Linked DNA regions of Sus scrofa: all the other regions are linked to region 3. A link is a contact called in public HiChIP or PLAC-seq data. All regions are on one chromosome and are shown on one strand. The core of a region is the stretch at or near the end of the contact, and the rest is flanking DNA. Distances in the headings are between cores, read along the strand shown. Region 1 overlaps GRB10 (growth factor receptor bound protein 10). Region 2 overlaps GRB10 (growth factor receptor bound protein 10). Region 3 overlaps COBL (protein cordon-bleu).

Region 1 (2,793 bases), core at 237-2,736, 350 kb before region 3:
CCCCACAGGGTGCTGTTCTCCATCAGGCATTGCCCCTCCCTGGTGCTGCTCCCCACCTGGTGCTGCCCCTCCCTGGTGCTGCTCCCCACCTGGTGCTGCCCCTCCCTGGTGCTGCTCCCCACCTGGTGCTGCCCCTCCCTGGTGCTGCCCCTCCCTGGTGCTGCTCCCCACCTGGTGCTGCCCCTCCCTAGTGCTGCTCCCTCCCTGGTGCTGCCCCTCCCTGGGGTTGCTCCCTACCTAATCCCAGATGCGGGTGGTGCTCCACCAGCGTCCAGCTGTTGTCATCCACACAATGACTTCTATAAACCAGCAACTGGCACAGGTCCCTGGCTGTCATGTCCGCCAGAATCTCCACCACTTTGCACGTCCCATCTTCACTAAAGACTTTAACATCCTGCAACACAAGAAGGGGACACCTACAGATGAACAACTCTGGGTTTTCAGAAATAAACACTAACACGAAAGAAAACAGAAACAAGCATAGGCAGCAGGGCTCCCACACATGCATAACTGTGCTTCCAGGCAGCAGGCGACCCGAAGGCCGTGGGTCTGAGGACACGCCCATCCGCACCCCCGCCCAGAGCAGGCGGGATTACTACACTGCCCAGGGTCAGGGTATCTCGGGGACACTGGCCAGCTGGGGTGTGGGCTGCTTCTCCATAGCCTGTCTTGGGAAGTCCTGCTGGCGGTTTTGGGATTGGGTGCTTTGCAGGTGAACCAACTGTAGAAACAAAGCAACTGAAGCCTGCAGAAATCCCAACTTTGTCCAGCAGGTCTCTCTTCCTAGGTCCCCAGTGTACCCACTGCCCCCTCCTGCCCCCCCCCACCTCGTGTTCACTGGGGCTTAGGAAGGCGATGTGACTTTGCCGAAGCACAAAACACGCAGAAGAAGGGCAGAGTAAGGGCAGTCACGACATTCTCTGGCCACTTCCCCTTCGAAATGACACGCAGGCTCCATCTCCCCCGTACTGCTCAAAGCCGTCCCCTACGAGCAGCACCCAGGCCAGGGGATGCTGGCCAAGCCGAAATCCAGAGGACCCCAAACCCCCCTGCCCAGCCACAAAAGCAACGGGGCTGCAGCCTTTAGGGGAACGTGAGAGGCCTAAAAAAAATCTTACCTCAACAGCTCGGAAAAGGCAGTCAGAGGAGCAAGTCGGCATTTTAAACCGGGACTGCCTCTCGAAGGGGAGTTTGTCCCCAGCCTCTCCCAACTGTCCCGGGCAGGCAGGGCCCCCTCCAGACGGCCGCGGTGGGGACGGACCCTGGCGGGCAGGCGGTCTGGGCAGTGGGGACGTTCCTACTCGGCTCCGCAGGGAACCCAGCCGCTGGGGACCAATCAGGCCCCGGCCCGGGCCTGATGCAATCCTTCCCCACCGGCGCTCCTGCCCCGGGAGGAGGTGATGACAGCATGACCACAACACGCGGCTCAGACCGATACTCCAGAAGAATCCGGGCTCGCTTTCTCCCGGGGCAGCGAACCAGGAGCAGGACGCTCAGCCTGAGCACGTGTGTTCTCTGCACTCGGCCTCTGCCAAACCTCCTAGAATCCTGCAGCCCTGCAACCTGCTGCCACGTGCAACTTGGGAGCTGGTGCACCTGTGGCCCGAGTGTCAGCTGGTCCCAAGGCCTGGCTCCAGCGTGCTCTCTGTCCTTTTCCTGGTGGTTTTGAGTGTTTATTTCCACAGCGAGGTGTCTGGCAGGAGAGGGCGAGGTGCTGGGATGTGGTCCCACAAGGGTGGCACCTTCCCACAAAGACTGTCCCCAGCTGACTCAGAGCTCACGCAGCTGGCGGGAAGGCAGGCGCGGCCCGGGAACAGAGCTCTCCGGGGGGCAGGGTCACCGCTCCTGCCCAGCACGTCACCTCCTAGTCGGCGCCCCCCCCCCCGGGCTGGATCAGGACTGAGGGACCTGCTTCCGACCCACATCCACCTTCAAACCCCCCCCCTGTCTTTTCCGGAGTTTGTGTTTCACTCGGTGACAGGTCTACGGCTCCAAAACCCTGAATCTTCAGGTTCAGCGGACACGACTGAGTCTGAAAACAAACCCCATGGCCTCTAGATAAAAACTCTGTAAGAACAAATGCCTTTAATATAAAAGAAGAACGAATGTGGAAAATACACACGAATTCACACAATTCCTTCCACACATGGGGACGGTGTTACCCACGCGTCTCCTACGCGTGCGCCAGCGCAGCTTCCCGCGCCTGCGGGTCCCCCATTCTCCTTCCTTCCCCAGCTGCTAAGCGAGCTTATCCGCGATGACAGGGACACCCCCTTCTCTAGGAGGCCGAAGTTACACGCGAGTGCACCTCCCGCCTCTCCGGGCCTTTGCCTGCCCCCCCGTCAGCTGTGGCACCAGTTTTAAACCTTCTTCTCGGCCCCGCTGCACTTTGCGTTAAACGCTCTCCTCGCTTCTCTGTTGCCCCGAGGCCAGGCCCCAGAGGGCTATATATAGTGTGAGCGAGTATTAAAATCTAAGATGTGCTTTGTCACACGGCCATGTCCCCGGCTTTCAGACTCCCAGAGCCGCCAGCTGGCAGGACCTGCTGGGGGTGGGGGTGGGGGTGGGGGAAGCGGGGCCCGGGCTGCAGGCCTGGGACAGGGACACAGAGGGACACAGGCTCCTGGGACAGGACCCCGCATCGCGCACTGCCCTCGCTGCCTCTGGCGCAGAGCTGCCCAGCTGCCTCCCAACCTCACCAGGGCCGGCGGACCGCAGGTGAAACCAACCCCAAGACAGAAAACCAAGAACGCCGCCAAGCACACGAGCCACCTCGAACTGGGGGCACGGAGG
Region 2 (3,002 bases), core at 322-2,821, 310 kb before region 3:
TGACTTTCAGCACAAACATGTGCACGCTGCCTCGCCACTGCTGTGGACGGGGACCGGCAGGTACTCAGACCCACCAGTCCGCATCCTCTGATAAGGCGTTCCCGCTCCCATGGCTCGTGCGGGGCCCGGCCCTCAGTGGAGGATGTGATTGCAACTATGCTCAGGGGAGAGGCCAGGCTCCGTCTCTCCACCAGGTCCAGGACCACCCAGGAGGCTTCAACACATGGAAGGGAGGGCGTGTCACCACGTGCAGGGTAGATCAGGGTCAAGGCAGACGGCCCGGCAGCCACACAAGCCACCTCCACCACCGGGACAAACCAGCAGGAAAGGAAGGTCGTGCTGGATCACGCGGACTCCGATTGCCAGGAGATTCCCTTGAGTGCCGCGTGGTCTAGAGAAATACTCATTCCCCTCCGTGACTCCATTCACTGATTTCAAGAACTGGCATCTGCTCGCAGTGACCACGGCTGAGCAAAGACGGTAAGTTTCCCTCTTCCTTGGATTTTGTCCTGCCTCCCTGCTGCCAGGAAGGACCTGGACATCACAGAAGTTTCTTTCCGGTCTTTGAAGACTATCTGTGGCCTGCGCCTTGGAGCAAACCCAACACAGGAAAGGAGTTCCCGGGACCAAAAAGTTACACCTGCCAAGCAAGGACCAAGGACCTGGGCTGCAGATGGCAGAGGAGAGCCCAGATTCAGCTGTGTGATCTTCATCTGGGCCGTGAAGGGACAGCGGGGCGGGGAGAGGGGACAGGGCTACACTCGCCAAACATCACTCAAGTCGGCAAAAGACTGCATCTTTGTCCGGCCTTCCTGCGCGATTTAATCTGCTTCTTCCTAACCTTCTGATTTGGAGTCCCAATTCTTCTAGGACATCAGGCCAACTGGGTGCAAGAAACCATGCAAATAACCTATCATTCTGGAAGGTTCTCATTTTCTGTGAATCCTAAACATGAGTCCAAGAGCCCTGGAAGTGAACAAGGAAAATCCAAGGCACAGCCCAAAAGCCTGTCGCTCCCGGCACCGCGCTGGCAAACAGGCCATTGTTTAAAGGGAAATTAGAAACCGGGGAGTCTGATCATCCATCCTGTTCAACACGAACCTCTCGGACTCCGTGGATTTACCTCCATAAATGCTACCTGACGGTACCCCACAGTCTTCTTCCCTCAACAAACACTCCCGGAGCACCAGCTGCCTCTGATGTGGTGTCCGGTCGTGGAGCTACAGACGTTCATGAGAGAGACAAGAGTCCCACTGCCTGGAAGTAATGAGGTCTAGCAGCCAGCTCTGCAGGAGGACGGTCCCATGCGAAGCGTAAAGCTGCCAGAAGGAGATGGAACTGCCACCAGCTCTGGAGCACTGATGCCCTGCAGGAAGAAGCCAGGACCTCCTCTGCTGCAGGAGGTGGGGGTGGGGACATCCTGAAGAGACGCTGGGCTCCTGGCAGAAAGGGGTGACCTCAGGCCGCCCGAGGGGAACCCCAGCAGAGCCCCATGCAAGAGGGCTTAGGGACACGGGGTAGCAGCGGCGGTACCGAGGACAGGGCGTGTCCTCAGATGAAGCTGCCTTGGAGGAGCTGATGAAGGGTCCAGAGCAGCCAAATCCCCAGAGGCCGGACGCTGTCCCAGGACAGCCGTGCTCACGACTTGGCAGGAGAGAAGGATTTTACGAGCCCGCTGTTTACATAAGTCAGGACAGTCAGGCAGAGGGCACTGCTCTACCAAGAGCCCCATTTCTCAGGCATCGGGATGGGGAAGTCCTTACCAGAGGACGTACCGGGCGATTCCAGGAAAGGGCGCCTCTCCCAGAGGCACGAGGCCCGGGAGAGGCCGCTGTCTTTCCAGGATGTGCACGGACAGTGGGCTGAACGGAAAAGACGGGGCGTCTGGGATGGGGCAGGCGGGGCCGGGAGGGCTGAGATCTGCTCCTCTGGCATCTGCTGAGCAGGACCCCGGGGGCTTCGGTCTGTGAACAAAGGTTCCTGGGACTCAGCTGGCTTCTCGCTGAATCCAGCTCACTGAGTCGGGCCAGGGAATAAACAGAGTCGGGGGCTTACGAGTCATCTCATGATGACGGCTTGTCAACCCAGAGAAAGAACAGCACACTCTAAGGGGCAGCCTCCGAATCACGCCCCAGGCGAAGGAAGACTCAGGAGCATCTCTCGGAATTCGGGTCTTGATGCGGACCCGAATTCTGGTGGGACCAGCACAGAGGGAGGTTGCGCACTCGGGACTCGTGAGAGAGGGGGTTGATTTTGCCACTCTCTCTGCACATGGCACTGCATGTGCTCATGAGGACGGCACAGCCGCTGCCATTTCTTGAGCAGCTACGAAGCACCAGATCTTACGCCAGGCACACCTTGCAGCTCGAGTGCTTCCTAATCTTCCTACCCAACCAGCCACGTAGGCATTTTTAAGGTTTCAGATGAAGAAGCCGAGGCAGAGGGTCACTCAGCCACCACGATGGAGCGGGGAGTTCGTCCAGCTCCAGGGTGGACACACTGCTTCCCTGGGACGTTGTGACTTTAATTTTTTTCAGTGTTTTTGCTCACTAAGCTTGGAGTTTTCATTTCATTTTCTTTTCTTCTTTTTTTTTTTTTTTGGCCACACCTGAGGCATGCAGAAGTTCCTGGGCTAGGGATCGAACCTGTGCCCCAGCAGCGACCGAAGCCACTGCCGTGACAGCCCTGGATCCTTAACCACTGTGCCCCCGGTACACATAACTCTTTGTCATTAACCTTGAATTTCTAGAGGCTGAGCCTGGACGTTCTCTCATCTTTGCCTCCCCGCCTAATTTCACAGCCTGCACACGACAGGCGGCCAGTCCGCGTTAGCTGAGTATATGGAAAGCGGAGGCATCAGCCTCTTTAAATCATCTGTAGAATTTTCCAGAAGGTCAGACAGCCAGGCAGGGCCCCAAACTCTCTGGAAGCTGCTGAGCTCCCAGTCTGTTAGTTTCCTGGAAAAAGGCCCACCAAGCAGATCACACCCAGGCCACCAGGTA
Region 3 (3,098 bases), core at 211-2,710:
ACGTGTTCATCCCAAACCAATTTACCCCTCCCCCTCTGCTATCCCCGTTGGTAATCAAGTTTGTTTTCTCTGTCCGTGAGGCTGTTACTGTTTTGTAAATAAGCTCATTTGTATCATTTTTAAGATCCTACATATAAGTGAAGCCCTATGATATCTGTCTTTCTCTCTCTGACTGCACTTCGTATGAAATCCTCTAGGTCCCTCCGTGTTGTTGCAAAGGGCGTGATCTCATTCTTTTGACGGCCGAGTGACCTTTCATTGTGTAAACATCCTGCATCGTTTCCATTTGTCTGGTGATAGACAGTTAGGTTGCTTCCAAGTCTTGGCAAATGTAAGCAGGGCTGCTAGGAACATAAGGGTGCATTTATCTTTTGGAATTCAGCTTTTTCTCTGGCTATGTGCCCAGAAGTGGGACTGCTGCATCATATGACAGCTCTGCTTTTACTTTTGTAAGGGAACCTCCATTCCCGCCAACAGTGTAGGAGGGTTTCCTTTTCTCCACGTCCTCTCCAGAATTTCTTATTTGCAGACTTTTTGATGCTGGCCATTCTGACGGGGGTGAGGTGATGCTTCAGTGTCGTTTTGGTTTGCATTTCTCTAATAATTAGCAATATGGAGGATCTTTGCATGTGCCTATTGGCCAGCTGTCTGTCTTCTTTGGAAAATGTCTCTTTAGGTCTTCTGCCCATTTTTTGATTGAGTTGCTTGTTTTTTGGATATTGAGCTGCATGAGCTGTTTGTATATTCTGGAGATTACGCCCCTGCATTATTTTTTTTTTCTAGAAACAAAGTCTATTCTTAAACACTTTAACAAACATGGACAGAAATTTCTGTAAAATACAAACACTCAGTGTGAGTTCAAGGACCCCCTTGGAGTGCACTTGCGCGCGTGTGTGTGTGATCCCAAAGGTTTATATAAATCCCAATATATATGTGTGAACATACATACTTATGTAAATATGTGCATGCATATGTGTATGCATTATGTAATTTATAAGAAATAAAAGCAAAATCTGGACTGATCATTGACATGCTTGTTTATGACATAAAAGGTCAGATTTCACCACCATCCACACTGTCCCCAAATCCTGCAGCAGGCGGGACAGAGCTGGGGGCAGGTCAGGACAGGGCGGCGCAGGCAGCAGGAAGGAAAGGACGCCTTTCCCGCATGTACCACGTCCCCGCTGCCCTCAAGTTCTATGTTCATAAAGGCCCTGTTTTCCACAGCAACCCGCTTCCTTTCTCACCCATCAGGGCCACACAGCAAATCTTCACACGAGGGACATTCCTGGCTTAGCCAACCAGAGGTTCAGGGAATCAAACCACAACCTCATTTCAGCCTGGCAAGACATCCCCCCCCAGGAGGTGCCACCCCCACATGCCCTGGGGTCACTCCGTGCATGGCCGCAGCCCAGAGCCATGCAGAGGGCAGCCTGGCAGGACAGCGCGGGGCTCACGGTACCTCGGCAGCTCAGGGAGGGCTCCGATTGCGTTTTGGTCAGAAGAACTGGAAAAGGCAGACGACAGAGAGTGACGACGGGCTTCTCGACCCGCGGTGGCACAAAGCCTCCAGCCCTGCGTCAACTTGTGCCAGGGGTCGCGGGGGGCGGGGGTGGGGCGGTTCCCTGGGGGGCCCAGCACGCGAAGGCCCGCGTCCCGGCCCCATCCCCTCGAGGCCTGCACGGGCCGGGCTGCTAGGCGCCGTCCCGGCGGCAGGTGGCAGCAAAGCCCGCTGCGTCTCACGCTGCCGCCGCCGGGCCTCTGCCTTCCGCGCCTCCGGCCTGGGCGTCCCCGTCTCCCCACCGCCTGTGCGCCGGGGACAGGGCGTGAGCGGGAGCGACAACGTGGAGGGCTCCTCAGGGACGGGGACAGAAATGTTCTCCACTCAAGTGTCTGAGTGTCAGGAGGAGGGGACAGAGGCGTTTGGCGGCGATGTCACAGCCCGCACGGCGCACGATGGGCCGGATGAAGGCATGCTGGTCCCGGCAGAGCGGGTCCCCATCACACCAGGGTTGCCCCTCCTTTGTGGGGGAGGCTGCCAGGTCGGGGGGGGGGCGTGCCCAAGGCAGCGAGGAGGGGGCTGGGGGGGTGGGGAGGATGAGAAGAGGGAGCTCCGGCCTCGTTGAGTTTCCCTTAACGGAGAGATGCTGTTAGCGCTGCTACAGGGCTTTCCCGGCTAACAGGTTGCACAACGACGTTTCAAGATACAGCGAGTGATTAGCACGTAACAAACATACTTGCAGAGTCTCTTCCCCTCACAGGCCTAGATGGGGGCAGTTTTTCCTTTCCTGTCTTTCCCTCTTTTTTCCCTATCTTGCCAAAGGAAAGCTCTGTTTCCAGAGTCCCAGAAACCAAATCTAAACAGGGCCACCACAACCAGTCGACACACACGACACCCGGGCCCCTGAAGCAGGTGCTGAGAATAATCCTGTCCATGTTTTAAAAAGATACTGGGTCAAACGTGAGGTGCACTACTCTCAAATGTGGGAACACTTTTTTTTTTTTTGAGGGAATAAATGGTCTATGTTCTTATATGTGACTGAGCTGAAGCCTTTTCTAGAATGTCAGTGAGACCTGGGTCCAGAACCTCTGGCAGGTTCTGAAATCACCGATTGCATACACACACACAAAATGGTAATAAGAATATGCAGAGGTTTTTTTAAATGGGAATTTTTTTAAGCTGAAGAAACATATGAAAACTTGAACACTAATATTTTTAAAAGCCCAACCTGGTCAATATTTGTGGAATAAATAAAAAGGCAACAGATATCGAGTGACCTCATTAAAATGGACAATTTGGTGAGGTCCATCTTAATAATCCTAAAGTAAGCAACACTGACATTTATTTTTGGTCGGACAGTTGTTGAAATAGCCTGGGTCACCCGGGGACAGCCGCTTATACAGCGTGGTCTTGGTGCCAGCATGGGCCTCAAGCTGCCTCTCAAGCCAGGGGGTCTAACTGGGCGACCTCAGGCGGGTGCCAAACTCACGGGAGGAGAAAGCACATTTGGGGAGGAGCCACTTGTGCCGCTGGCTTCAACGGCTAACAACGTGCGAGACTTGGGAGGGTTTAATAGCGACCGCAAAGGAAATCCAAG

The links. HiChIP or PLAC-seq counts read pairs in DNA pulled down with a chosen protein or histone mark.
Region 1: a contact with region 3 is called in an H3K27ac HiChIP or PLAC-seq map of skeletal muscle. The contact joins two enhancer-like sites.
Region 2: an H3K27ac HiChIP or PLAC-seq map of skeletal muscle shows a contact between it and region 3. The contact joins two enhancer-like sites. A contact is called at or near these places in 2 of 47 Hi-C or Micro-C datasets (fetal heart ventricle and heart right ventricle) and 1 of 2 datasets of contacts at active chromatin or transcription factors (skeletal muscle).

The regions. Positions count from the first base shown.
Region 1 is chr9:136,617,930-136,620,722 of Sscrofa11.1, forward strand. GRB10 (growth factor receptor bound protein 10) reads right to left here. Exons shown (of 19, transcript NM_001134965.1): 8 at 238-394. Among named protein-coding and RNA genes, the nearest start is that of DDC, 48 kb to the left of the region's middle. Within about 2 kb of position 1,487, at least 6 of the 83 cell types and tissues checked have an H3K27ac peak or open chromatin away from gene starts, as enhancers often do. A contact at or near this core is called in skeletal muscle, where this site is marked.
Region 2 is chr9:136,655,315-136,658,316 of Sscrofa11.1, forward strand. All of the region lies in intron 5 of GRB10 (growth factor receptor bound protein 10), which reads right to left. Among named protein-coding and RNA genes, the nearest start is that of DDC, 86 kb to the left of the region's middle. Within about 2 kb of position 1,572, at least 4 of the 83 cell types and tissues checked have an H3K27ac peak or open chromatin away from gene starts, as enhancers often do. A contact at or near this core is called in skeletal muscle, where this site is marked.
Region 3 is chr9:136,965,286-136,968,383 of Sscrofa11.1, forward strand. The region is part of intron 4 of COBL (protein cordon-bleu); the gene reads right to left. Among named protein-coding and RNA genes, the nearest start is that of COBL, 88 kb to the right of the region's middle. Within about 2 kb of position 1,461, at least 19 of the 83 cell types and tissues checked have an H3K27ac peak or open chromatin away from gene starts, as enhancers often do. A contact at or near this core is called in skeletal muscle, where this site is marked.